Regions from separate parts of the Mus musculus genome. Here regions 1 and 3 are each linked to region 2. Evidence: chromatin contacts called from public Hi-C and capture Hi-C data. All regions are on one chromosome and are shown on one strand. Each heading gives the region's core, a stretch centred on a gene start, on an enhancer-like site or on the middle of the called end of the contact. The rest is flanking DNA. Distances are from core to core; before and after follow the strand shown. Region 1 overlaps Sh3gl2 (SH3-domain GRB2-like 2). Region 2 has its middle 42 kb from the start of Sh3gl2. Region 3 overlaps Sh3gl2 (SH3-domain GRB2-like 2).

Evidence for each region. A called contact is a pair of places that touch in the nucleus more often than the background predicts. Capture Hi-C pulls out chosen DNA fragments and counts their contacts.
Region 1: a contact with region 2 is called in a capture Hi-C map of embryonic stem cells, with 4 times the contacts expected there. The contact joins two enhancer-like sites. A contact is called at or near these places in 1 of 15 datasets of contacts at CTCF or cohesin (embryonic stem cells), 1 of 115 datasets of contacts at active chromatin or transcription factors (embryonic stem cells) and 1 of 9 other capture datasets (embryonic stem cells).
Region 3: a Hi-C map of cerebellum shows a contact between it and region 2, with 2.9 times the contacts expected there. The contact joins two enhancer-like sites. A contact is called at or near these places in 4 of 15 datasets of contacts at CTCF or cohesin (embryonic stem cells and stem cell-derived epiblast-like cells), 49 of 484 Hi-C or Micro-C datasets (LSK cells, arterial endothelial cells, cerebellar granule neurons and 26 more), 7 of 115 datasets of contacts at active chromatin or transcription factors (embryonic fibroblasts, embryonic stem cells, expanded potential stem cells and 1 more) and 3 of 9 other capture datasets (adipose tissue, embryonic stem cells and pancreatic islet).

Annotation. Positions count from the first base shown.
Region 1 is chr4:85,346,372-85,350,010 of GRCm38.p6, forward strand. It overlaps Sh3gl2 (SH3-domain GRB2-like 2), which reads left to right. Exons shown (of 9, transcript NM_019535.2): 2 at 753-821. Among named protein-coding and RNA genes, the nearest start is that of Sh3gl2, 140 kb to the left of the region's middle. Within about 2 kb of position 1,935, at least 7 of the 459 cell types and tissues checked have an H3K27ac peak or open chromatin away from gene starts, as enhancers often do. A contact at or near this core is called in embryonic stem cells, where this site is marked.
Region 2 is chr4:85,161,017-85,165,062 of GRCm38.p6, forward strand. No RefSeq gene overlaps it. Among named protein-coding and RNA genes, the nearest start is that of Sh3gl2, 42 kb to the right of the region's middle. Within about 2 kb of position 1,910, at least 17 of the 459 cell types and tissues checked have an H3K27ac peak or open chromatin away from gene starts, as enhancers often do. A contact at or near this core is called in cerebellar granule neurons, cerebellum and embryonic stem cells, where this site is marked.
Region 3 is chr4:85,374,741-85,378,382 of GRCm38.p6, forward strand. Sh3gl2 (SH3-domain GRB2-like 2) reads left to right here. Exons shown (of 9, transcript NM_019535.2): 4 at 1,601-1,744; 5 at 2,654-2,787. Among named protein-coding and RNA genes, the nearest start is that of Sh3gl2, 170 kb to the left of the region's middle. Within about 2 kb of position 1,696, at least 4 of the 459 cell types and tissues checked have an H3K27ac peak or open chromatin away from gene starts, as enhancers often do. A contact at or near this core is called in cerebellar granule neurons and cerebellum, where this site is marked.

The DNA of each region.
Region 1 (3,639 bases), core at 685-3,184, 190 kb after region 2:
AGTGGTTTTTTTTTCCTATGATTCTGTCATACATTTTTATTATTCTTGATTTGAATCATTATTTCTGAAAAGGATAGTATATCTGTTTTTAATTAACGTGAAGTTTGTATTGAAATTTGATAATCTGCATATTCTAATTGACAGTTAAATCGGTATAGTAATGGAAAATGATTGAATGTCAAGGAAATCCCCTCAACGTAGTTTGATGTAGCTTCTTGCCGGCCTGTGAGGATATAAACAGGGAGACGACAAAGCAAGTCCTTTTATCTGGAATCAGCTGGGCTCATTTCTTCTCTAATAGTTAAATGGATGCTTGTGATTATCTGTTCAATAGCCCATTGAGGAACAGGTTGAACAAGTAGCAATTTTCTACCTAGGAGCATTTTAGATCCATTATCAGAGGGAAATGATTATTGTGTGATGTGGCTGTTCCTTAGGACTTACAAAGGAAAATGTTATCAACTAGCTCGCTGTAAAGTGACTTGTGTAACGGAAAGAGCACTGGGGCTGAAATGAGAAGATGCAGGTTTGAGTGCCCGATTCAGTAGCCACCTGGCTCGTGACCTTTGGGATGTTGCTTAGACAAACTATACTGTGACACTATGACAATGGAGCTGCCGACCACGGTCAGGGAACGGTTCTGAGGTCATGTTAGGTGCTGTTTCTAAAAGTACTCAAAACTTTTAACCCTTTTTTTTTGTGAAGGAAAGAAACAGTTTCTAATGATCCCCTGTTGTTCTTATCTCCTACAGAAAGTGAGTGAGAAGGTGGGAGGAGCGGAAGGCACCAAGCTCGATGATGACTTCAAAGAGATGGAGAGGGTGAGTTTTCCCTTCTTGGCCTTCCTTTGGCATGGAGGTGTCCTCTGTAAGACGGTGGAGCCGTTCTGTACTCAAGTCTCAAAATGATCCGTTTCATTGAAAAACATGCTCCCTCCCTTTGTAATTTGAAATAGAAATGGAAAGCACACCATCTTCTCTGTGTCCCTCCAGAGCCTCTGTGAAGAAGCATGCGGTCTGCACTTTTCCTCATAGCTTTTGCTATCACTTTCCCGAATCAGTATGGTACAGAGCTGCAGTTGAATTTGGGTGGGGTGGAAATGAGAGAGGACAAAATGGAGAACGATGTCTCAAATCTTGTAAGAGACTTTGAATCTCTCTCTGACTGCAGTGGACTTCCCAAGTAGGATGCATCCTGCTAGGGGCAGGTCAGAATACTGAAGAGAGAGCAGTTTGGGAGTCCAGGCGACTTGGCCTTCCTTCACTCTATGTCTACCACTCACTGTAAAAGACCAGTGTTTGTTGAATTGTCTATTTTCAAATGACAGTAGAATGAGAACCCTAATGCTTACTGAATATTTCTTATTATGGATCAAAGTAAATTATTTCGCATTCTGCCTGAAACATTATAGGTTCTGAGCAAGTAAGCTGGAGTTTGTGGGTTAAATATCTTTTTTCTTTTGAGACATTAAAGATGTTTTCTCTTTCACTTTGAGGTTCTTATCAAGAAGTAAGTGTTTAGACTTAGGCAGATAAGTGAGTGTTGAAATGCAGAGAGAAGACCGTGAATTGGTATTGAGGGGCTTGGTCCCGTGCTTGAAGAGAATGTCATAAGTCCATACCCAGTACCTCACAGCTACTTTCTGTTTCCTATCTGCAGAGGGTTGTAAATACCCCCTGATCTTCAACCACAGCTGGTAAACAACACCCTTTCCTGGTGATAGAAACAGGAGCCTACCCTCCCTTGTCAGGTCCACATCTGCAGACAGAGACACATCCTCAGGAGCAAAGCCTCACTTTCTCCTGAGGATCCCAGAGATCTGTTAACGTGCTCCAGCCTCTGGAACTTGCTTAGCTCTCCTTAGCTTCTCCCCTTCGTTCATTTTCCTTGAGAGGTCTTGCAGTGTGCTGCATGGCTAAGAGCCACATCATCACAGAAGCTGAGGCCAGCAGTTAGCAACTTGATGTGTGCAGGTGTCAGGAGTTATTCCTGTAGTTCACATGGGCCCAAAGTAAAGCTGCTAAACTAGGTATCTCACGGTAGAGACAAGCTAGCTCTTTGTGTCTTAAATGAGACTGAAAACCGAAGGAGGCTGGAGCGGCTAATTAGACCTTCGGAGACTCACTTTGCTGTGAAATCCATGCCAGTCTTACAGACTAATTTAAATGAGAGGATCTTGCCAAGTATCTTACTTTAGGCTAATATCACAGACGTCCTCCGAGTCTGAAGATGAAGTGTAAAGAGTTCTGGTCCTTATTTCATCAAAAGTCACTGAAGTATTTATTTCAAACCTCAGTATTCCTGTTATAAAGCAAACTTCTGCTTGAAGAACCTATGTGTGTTCCTGCATTTGGGTTTTTCTCTAAGTAACTTGAGATGTTTAGATTTCAGTGCAGTGTAGAAATTTGTTTGATTTTTATTGCATATTGCATAATATAAAGGATGTCTTTTTATCTTATCTGTGATTTTCCTAAAGTTCGTACACAAATTGTGCTGAGCATATTGGAAGATAGGCTTTTTCTACAGTCATTGAAGAGCATTTGCTGTGGATTTCGAATATCAAGCCGTTAATATTCATGCTAATAATTCAAGTACTCATAAAAAATATTTTAACTCAGTGTCTCTAAACCTACAGAAGATTCACCGCATCACCTTTTCATGGTTGGTTTTCTGTTCACCAAGTGTTTGATGTGGAGAAAGCTTTATTTAGTTTTACTCTCTGAGGTGCAATTAGACAACAATAGGAAATAAATTAGAGGTCTGTAGCAGACAGCACTCCTGGGAGGGAGGTGGCCGTTCCTAGAAGTTCTCTCTAGTCTCAGCCTAACCTGCTCTTCCACTGAGATTCGATCCCAGACCATTCCTGCTTTCACAGAATATCCTTCTCTAGCCGATGCCCTGAGGCCCCTGGTTGAGTCGTCTTCACAGACCCAGTAGTTACTCTAGATGACAGTTCTCTTTCTCCTAAGTACCTGCTGTGCGGTTGCTTTCATTTTAACCATAAATGTCACCATTGTTTACCAATTTCATTAAGTATAGGTTAAATTTCTTTCTGTGATCCAGACACTGGACACTGTTTTTATTATAATGCTGCAGATTTCTGTTGTTGCTGTTTATAGAAGATTCTGGAATCTGAGGAACTTCTGGTTGCTTCTTAAATTTACATCCATTGCTACAGTTATGCTAACTGGGGGAGGGCTTCAATGGGTTGATATGTAGTTATTATGTTCATTAATTCACTTGGAAGATAAATGAATACCATGTCTGCCAGGCATTGTACTGGGAACTAGAAACAGGATTGTACATGAGGACCAATCCCTCTAAGAGCTTTCAATTTGAGTTTGGAAAACAGGAATATAAATAGATTCCAAATCAGACACAGTGCTTAGTGCCCTGGGAGGATTTCCTTGAAAAACACCAGAGAGAAGCCAAACATGGGCTTCTTAGAGCAGTGGAAACTTCTAGAGGAGAGAATACTGAGCTGAATCTTCAAATATTCTTTGGCACTGTATATGAATATCATGCAAAACTCACAGTCAAGAGGGATAAAGTCTTTCTGCAACCTGAAGAGCATCTTGGGGAAATTCTTTGTTAAGGTCACAGAAGGGTTTAGGGCTAGAAATGGGGGGAAAGGTGATT
Region 2 (4,046 bases), core at 660-3,159:
CTAGGACAAGCACCTTGGTACCCTTGCTGAGCTATCTGGACTTTCTCATGGGGGCAGCAAGCGTTCAACTGTGCTTGTTCCTGGCAGTCTTTTCCTGGAGAGTTCAATCCATGATCGAATCAAAAAGCCATTGCCTGTTCCTGCACCGATAGATAGTAGTTCTTGGTTTTACTTTGCACCTCAGTATTTGTTTTGTCATTTCTCAGGGTACCCCGCCCCTGCACCCTACCCCACCCCCCAACCAAAAAACAAAACAAAACAAAACACAAAACAAAAACCCTGCACTTGTTATCTGGCATAGATTTTCCAAAAAGACTAAGTGTTTCTCTAATTGACCTCAAGATGGCAGACTTGAATAAAAGATGATTTCCATTCTAAAGTCCTGTGCTTATCAAATCTCTCTCTGAAGTTGGAACCTTGATATTGCAAACTTTATATGCCCCAGTACAGGGGAATGCCAGGGTCAAGAAGCGGGAGTGGGTGGGTAGGGGAGCAGGGCAGAGGGAGGGTATAGGCAACTTTCGGGATAGCATTTGAAATGTATATAAAGAAAATATCATATTAAAAAAAAGAAGAAAAGAAACCAGTTTCACTATTTCCTTTTGAGTTTTAAAATGACACATTCAAACTTCTTTTACATTGCCTTCCTTGATAGCTTCTTACAAGGACAAAACTTACTCAAATTTCCTCCTAGGAAATTGAAGCCATTTGTAAAGACACAAAGGTCTCTGAGATGGAAGAAAATGGGAGGTGCTCGTTTTTCAGAGGCTGTGGTAACTAACATGGGATTGAGGGAGAGCTTGCTGATGCTGTCCACCACAATGCTGGACTCTGTGCTTGGGGACAGGTCTCACAGCATGGCTGTGGCTGACTGGAACACATTCGCAGTGGTGTCATGGTGAGGATTTCTTTCGGATGCGTTCACCTCTCTTGCTGTGAACATCACTAAAAAGGTAGATGACAGAACTCTAGCCGGTGACTTGCGGTCAACAGTGTCTGAAGCGTCCCCAATTAAGGAAAGCAATGCTCTTATTCAACTTTTAAAAAAAATGCCATATATTTATTGCCCCTCTTTGCACAGTTTTGTCAGGAGAAGCAGCATAAACTGACAGTTAATAGGCCATTGCAGCCAGGCATTTAAGTTCAGATCTAATTCTGCTTCTCCTGGTCTTCTCTGAACACTTCTGTAGAATAAAGATTATGATATTTCTGGGAGTTGCAGTCTAAGAAAAGATTAACTTAGGACAAATAGACCACACACACACACACACACACACACACACACACACACACACACACAGAGTGCAGTTACACTAAAACAGTCAGTATCCTTGTGGAATGACAATGAGGAAAAGATGACTATGAAGAAAGATGAATCTTCTCGGACGTCAAAACGAACACAGGATTCAGAAGGAATCGGAGGAAATGCCCAGTTATCTTGTAGACCTTGAAGTGTTTACTCAGAAGCAACCGAATGCAGCTGCCCTCTGTCCACGGACAGGCTGAGGAGAGATCAGTCGGCTCATTGGTTTTGTCAAACCCCAAAGCACAAACCCCTAATATCTAAAAGCCACGTAGTCAGAGATAGACCGTCGACTTTTGTTATGGAGAGCAGACTGAGCAGGCTCTGCGGAAATTGGGAGCGCCTCCTCTTTTCTGAGTTGTATAAATTTTAGAAGACTCACTACAGGGGTTAGCATTGCTTTCGCGGACCCAACCCCCCCCCCGCCCCCCCCGGAGCGTTCTTCCTGTTGCTGGGGGCTTTGCTGCTTTTTGTTTGTAGACTCACGCTCTCTAATGCTAAACTTGAAACACTGGAAGACCCGGAACTCACTGTACATTGAACAAAGCGAGCTATCAACATCAAAATGAGTCAGATAGGCCCATTCCCAGTAAAAGCCTAGCGTCGCGGACGCCAGTGAACACTGGAGGGCAGTAACACACAGCGCATATCGCCTCTCTCCCTTAAACACTTAGTGAAATGAGTTAATCCGGTTTTTCTCCAGTTCTCCATGTTGAAGATTATTTCCCCATAGTTTTTACTGGTCCAGCGAGAGATGGGCTCCATTTGGCCTTATTTCATGGTGGAATGATCAAAAGATGTGTTTCTTTATATTTGTGTCCTCAAGTCGTACCCTCCAGCTTTAAGAGCTGTTAGATAGACTATGGCTGGGCCTGGGCTGCCCAGGCTGTTTTCCTAGCTATCGGGATGAGGCACGAGGGAATGTGACTTCTGCTTGGCAGATCTTTTGGGGTTGTGCTCACCTTGAGACAATTGAGGTGAAGCACTGTGTGTGTGTGTGTGTGTGTGTGTGTGTGTGTTGGCGGGGGGTGAGGGGGCATGCTGGGGGTGTGTGATAAGAAGCACCCTGTAGGAGAGAAGTGAGGAGACCTATGGTGCCAGAACAGATGGAGCACAAGAGAGGCCGGAATTGGCCATCCTCCAGATGGAAGGCAACATGAGTCCCTGTATAGAGCCAACTCCAGCAGAACACACAACAGCATCCAGGCCCTGGCTTTCCAACCTTGGCCCAACCTGGAATGGTTCAGCTCAAGTACCACAGCTATCACTCTGGGGACTTTGGACAGGGAAGGGCACTAAAAACCAATCCAAAATAGGAGATTATCACAACACTCCAACTTTGTAAGCAAAGGTTATAAGCTTTTACAGAGCATAGAAGAGACAGAAATTGACAAAGATGTGATGGCGCCCAAAAATATGTATAAGCTACAATTTCAAATGGAGAAATATTTACATAATAGCTACTGAGTGTACAGGGTTCCTGCCGGAATCAGGCATCGTTAAAACTCATTCAGTCCTTGTGGATGGTCCCATGTACCACGTACCACAGTATTCCGTGTTTTATAGACCGTACTTGGGACAAAAAGATGCTAAATGACTCTCTAGGGATGCCCTGCCTGTAAGCATCAGGGCTGAGATTGAGCCCAAGCAGCAGCTCTTTACAGTATGAGAAACACGAAGTTTCTTCCTGAAATGAAAAGAAACTTTTTGAGTTTTAGTATCTGGGTTTGCTGTGGAGTCCTTTGAACACCGGCATTGTAGATTTGCACAAGGAAAGACGCTGCTCTACAATTAGTAAGGGATGTGAAATCCATGCTGGGATTTTACTTGTATCTCAACCTCACCTCCTGACAAAGGAAACTGTTTTAACTTGGTACACCCATTAGTAGAAATCAAACATCCCTAGTGGGACAGCTCGTCTTTCTGATCTTTTTAGCATTGGAGATATCTGGCATGGAATCTAAACAAAGAATGTGTTCAACAAATATTTACCAACTGTTTCAGCAGCTTCAATAAATATTTTTGCTTGAGTAACTATTCATTATGGGTGAAAATATATCTACCAGAAGTTCTTGTTTTACTATGGGTCATAGCAGGAAAGCAGATTTTGTTAATTTTTAAAGGATGAGAAAATTTATATTTTATAAATGTATAAAGAATCATTGATGGTTTCCTAGCAGGTCCATGTATTTAACAGAATTGTGAATGACAAATTCAGTATTCCCAGTAGTCACACACCAGCATAATTACCTTATTTCAGCTTTCCAGAAAGTCTTACTCTTTATATTTTGCAGATGAGGAGGCTGAACTTCAGAGTGTTCTGGTAACTCGCCATACTGGGCAGAACTGGGAGGTGTCTAGCTCCAAAATGCTTCTTCTTTGTATGATACATTTTCAAATCAAGAACTCATCCTAGCCAGGTGTAGACGTTGACAAGTGTAACACGGACACTCAAGAGGCAAGGCAGGAAGACAATGAGTTCAAGGTCAGCTTGGTCTACTTAGTGAAACTATCTCTCAAAAGTCCTCTCCCTGAAACGCAATCCACAGCCTCTGGGTTTGACTTGGGGCTTGAAACATTGTGGTTTCTTTTCTTACAGGAAAGACAGTGTGGAGGTTCCTGGCTGCTGGCCTAAGGCCTTGGAGAAGCCCTCAGCATTAAGAGATTTTCCTGGCCTTTCCTTCATAGCCGCAAGTGTCAGGGAAGAAGAAGGGAGGCAACACTTGCCCAAATGCAGAAGCTT
Region 3 (3,642 bases), core at 446-2,945, 210 kb after region 2:
ATCAATAACCAGTGTTTGTAAAAGGCATTCATCATGGGCAAGGCAGGATTGGAGAGGTGTGAGTTACTGTGGTTCTCTGGTGTCCACATCTCTTCTCTCCTTCTGTTCATCCGGTCCTCATTTTCTGGTACCCTCTTGTTTCCTTTGTATGTATGATGTTGCTTCTGCTCTTCTATGTCGGGCTGTCTAGTGTCTGGTGCTAGCATTGACATAGTACTTACCAGTTGTAGCTATTTAACTGACTCCTTACTCTGTGTGGGCGCTGTGTGGCAGGAGCTCTCTCCTGGACCTCAGCCATGGCTGTCTGTGGGAAAGACTATGCAGGTCTACTCCAGGTAATAGGTAATTATGAAGCACTTCCTCAAATCTAACATGTATGAAATTTTTTTCTACAAAAGCTTGAAGTGAATAAAAGGTAAATTTTGTCTTTGTTGCGGTCACCACCAGCTTTGTGTGTGATACTAACGCCACTTGCTGCTGAATACTATATGGTTCAAGGCTCAATTATGCTTCCCTATGGATATTTTCCCTTACAGTGCTTCACCCTGTAGGCCTTGTTTCTGTGACTCATTGGAGTCTCCTGTCCTGGCATTGAATATAAACACTTCAATCTAATTGCTCTCATGACAGATTCTGCCTTCAGCTTATTATAAACTTTGTGAATGGGGATAATTTTTCTCATTTTTACTCTATCTTGGAGGCCCAAAGTTTAAATAAAAGCCTATTTAAACTGTGTGTTTAAGATCAAATACTAGTCTCCACGTGCTAGAAGGTATTTTTACTTTCAGCTGAGATTTCCTCAAGGGTTTTCCTGCAGCTGGCATTGTGGGCTCAGTCCCAGGTTAGCGTGTAATCAACTCTGATAATGAATCGGGGACACCTAGGATCAGTCAGATCATAGTCTTCAGTAATGTGTTACTAAAATGACTTCTTCCACTAAAGTGGGTGGGAGTAACTCTTTAGGCACCTCTTGAAAACAAACAAACAAACAAACAAAAACAAAGAACAAAATGAGAAGAGGAATCGAGAGGTAATCTTTGACAAACAAACTCAATCTTCAGCCGAGATGTTTAAGAGATGTAGTTAGATATTTTAATAAATATAGCATTTTATTCTTAGTTTAGAGATGACTTTGAGAATAGTTTATTTTACACATGTTGTAAAGGAAACAAGACCCAGGCCCACGAGTTCACCACCGTTTCTTAGTTTAATCCACATACTCCTAGAGTTGAGATATGAAACAGGAATAAAACTGGAAGATGAGGATATGGTCAGGTATTTCTAGGATGCAGTGTACAAGCCCCAGAGTCTCTGCCCTGTTTCAGGCAGGAGGATGTGGGGACAGCACCCAAACCATGCTGCTGCCCCGTGAAGACCTGTATTTGGCCTTGCAGTATAATTCTACTTGGAGTTGAAGTTTAGAGTTGATGTATATTCAGTTGCCCACATATTGTACCCAAGGGCTGTAGGCCCAGTGAAGGTGCAGCTTTAGGAGCCGAGTAGATGTCTGGGCTGATTGGAGCTTGGTTCTCCAGCCAGCCCAGTTCCCATTATGAATAGTGATGCTATCTCCTAAAGGCTGTTCTCCCTTTGTCTCCAGCTTCCAGGGCTAAGCTCAGTATGATCAACACCATGTCGAAAATCCGCGGCCAAGAGAAGGGGCCAGGCTACCCTCAGGCGGAAGCACTGCTGGCAGAGGCCATGCTCAAGTTCGGCAGGGAGCTGGGTGATGATTGCAACTTTGGTAAGTAGCCTTGGCCATACTGCAGGTCTCCAAGGAGGTTGTGGTGCTGATTAAAAAACAAAACAAAACAACAAAGCAAAACCCACTAACAACAGCAAACTCGAGATCATCAGTCAGCCTGCTTATATTTTAATTCTCACTTGTAGATGTTATATATGGGGGATGAAATGTGATTTTAGGACTGCCAGTGTTTAAAGTGATTTGTCTACGCAGCTTTTGTCCTTTTCCTCTAATGGGACCCCAGCCTTGACAACAGTTCCGGCAGACATGCCCAGATGCCTTGGCACTTTCCTGGGTGTATCTGGCAGGAGCTGCGTATTAAAGCAGATCGAGCAGTCACAATCAGCGTGAATTCCTACACTGGCACCTGGGCTCTCTAGGATTAATCCACTGCTCATTTGTTTGGGATCCCTGATTCTGTTGCTCCAGGCAAAATAGAATTTATTCTATCTCCTCTCTTGCCTGGCTCTCAGGACCCTAAGCACCTTCTGCCTTCAAGCACCTTCTGCCTTCACTCCTATTGACATGGGACCTCTCTAGTCCCTTTTTCCTCAGTTTTTAGTATCTGCTTCTGCTAAAAGCATTGAGCTGCAACTGATCTCATATTAATGAGAACTAGTGCCTATCACAGAGAACAGAGAGCCTTGCAAAATAGTATTCAGAGTAAAATATCCAGTTCCTGGTAAGGAGGGATACTCCTCCTTTTAAAGGGTCCATGGAGCCTGGTTTTCAGAATGACTGTGGTAAATAGAAAAACTTCTTTTGTCTTGAGAACACTATGGGCTTTCTTAGACTCTGTTGCTGTTATAGGACAGAGGCAATCCCTACACAGCCATCTTGAAGGCTGTTGTTGCAAAGAGTGCTTGTCTTTATTCTTCAGGGTGTGAGATCTTCATTTTCCCCTCTCAGGTCCTGCTCTCGGTGAGGTGGGAGAAGCCATGAGGGAGCTCTCGGAGGTCAAGGACTCATTGGACATGGAAGTGAAGCAGAATTTCATCGACCCCCTTCAGAATCTTCATGACAAGGATCTGAGGGAGATTCAGGTCTGTGCGATCCTTCTTCTCACACACACGCAGATTCTCATTTCCCAGACAGTCTCCCTGGGATACACAGAAGAGGGCACGTGAATTTCCTACAGCTCCATAAGATGAAAGGCACTGGAGACCAAGGGCCATCAATCCAGGATCACAGCTGCAGCCCTGCAGCTCCTGAGCAGAGCATTGGTTCCTCTGTCTTCAACTTCCTTGTTAAACAATCTTCCCACCATTTTTTTTTTCTTAAAAAAAAGCCCCTTAATTTTTTTTTAAATGTAGCCCTGGTTGTCCTAGAATTTGCTCTATAGATCATGCTGGCCTCACACTCACAGAAATCCACCTGCCTCTGCCTCAGTAGTGCTGGGATTAAGGGCTTGCATCACTGCCACCCAGCCAAAGGGATGTCCTTTATCCGGGACTTTAAACTCTGTTAATGATGGATGAGGCTGATGGGGTCCCCAAATATTAGTTGTACTTCTATCAGTTTAAATAAGTAGCTACTATATTACTCTTCGATTTTTATATTTTCCTTATTGTTGTTGGTGTTTAGAAGGAATAACCACGCTTTGTGAAACATACAGAAAAGCTGAGATATCTCTGATAAATTAAGCTGGTGTTGCCTCTGAGTGGCCGTGAGTTCAAATGCTTCTACAGCACCCCCTTGCCAAAAGAAAGCACACTTAGTTGGGATTAGAGTGTTAGTTGGGGGTGGGAGATGCGGTGAGAGGAGCAGGGTGTAGAACAAAACCCATCCTTTATCTTGCCAGTTCTCTACCACCCCTGACTCTGTTTCTATCTTCTCTTCTTCCTCCCTCGTCCATACACACTAAGGAACAGAGGAAAAAATCACTTTTTTCTCCCACC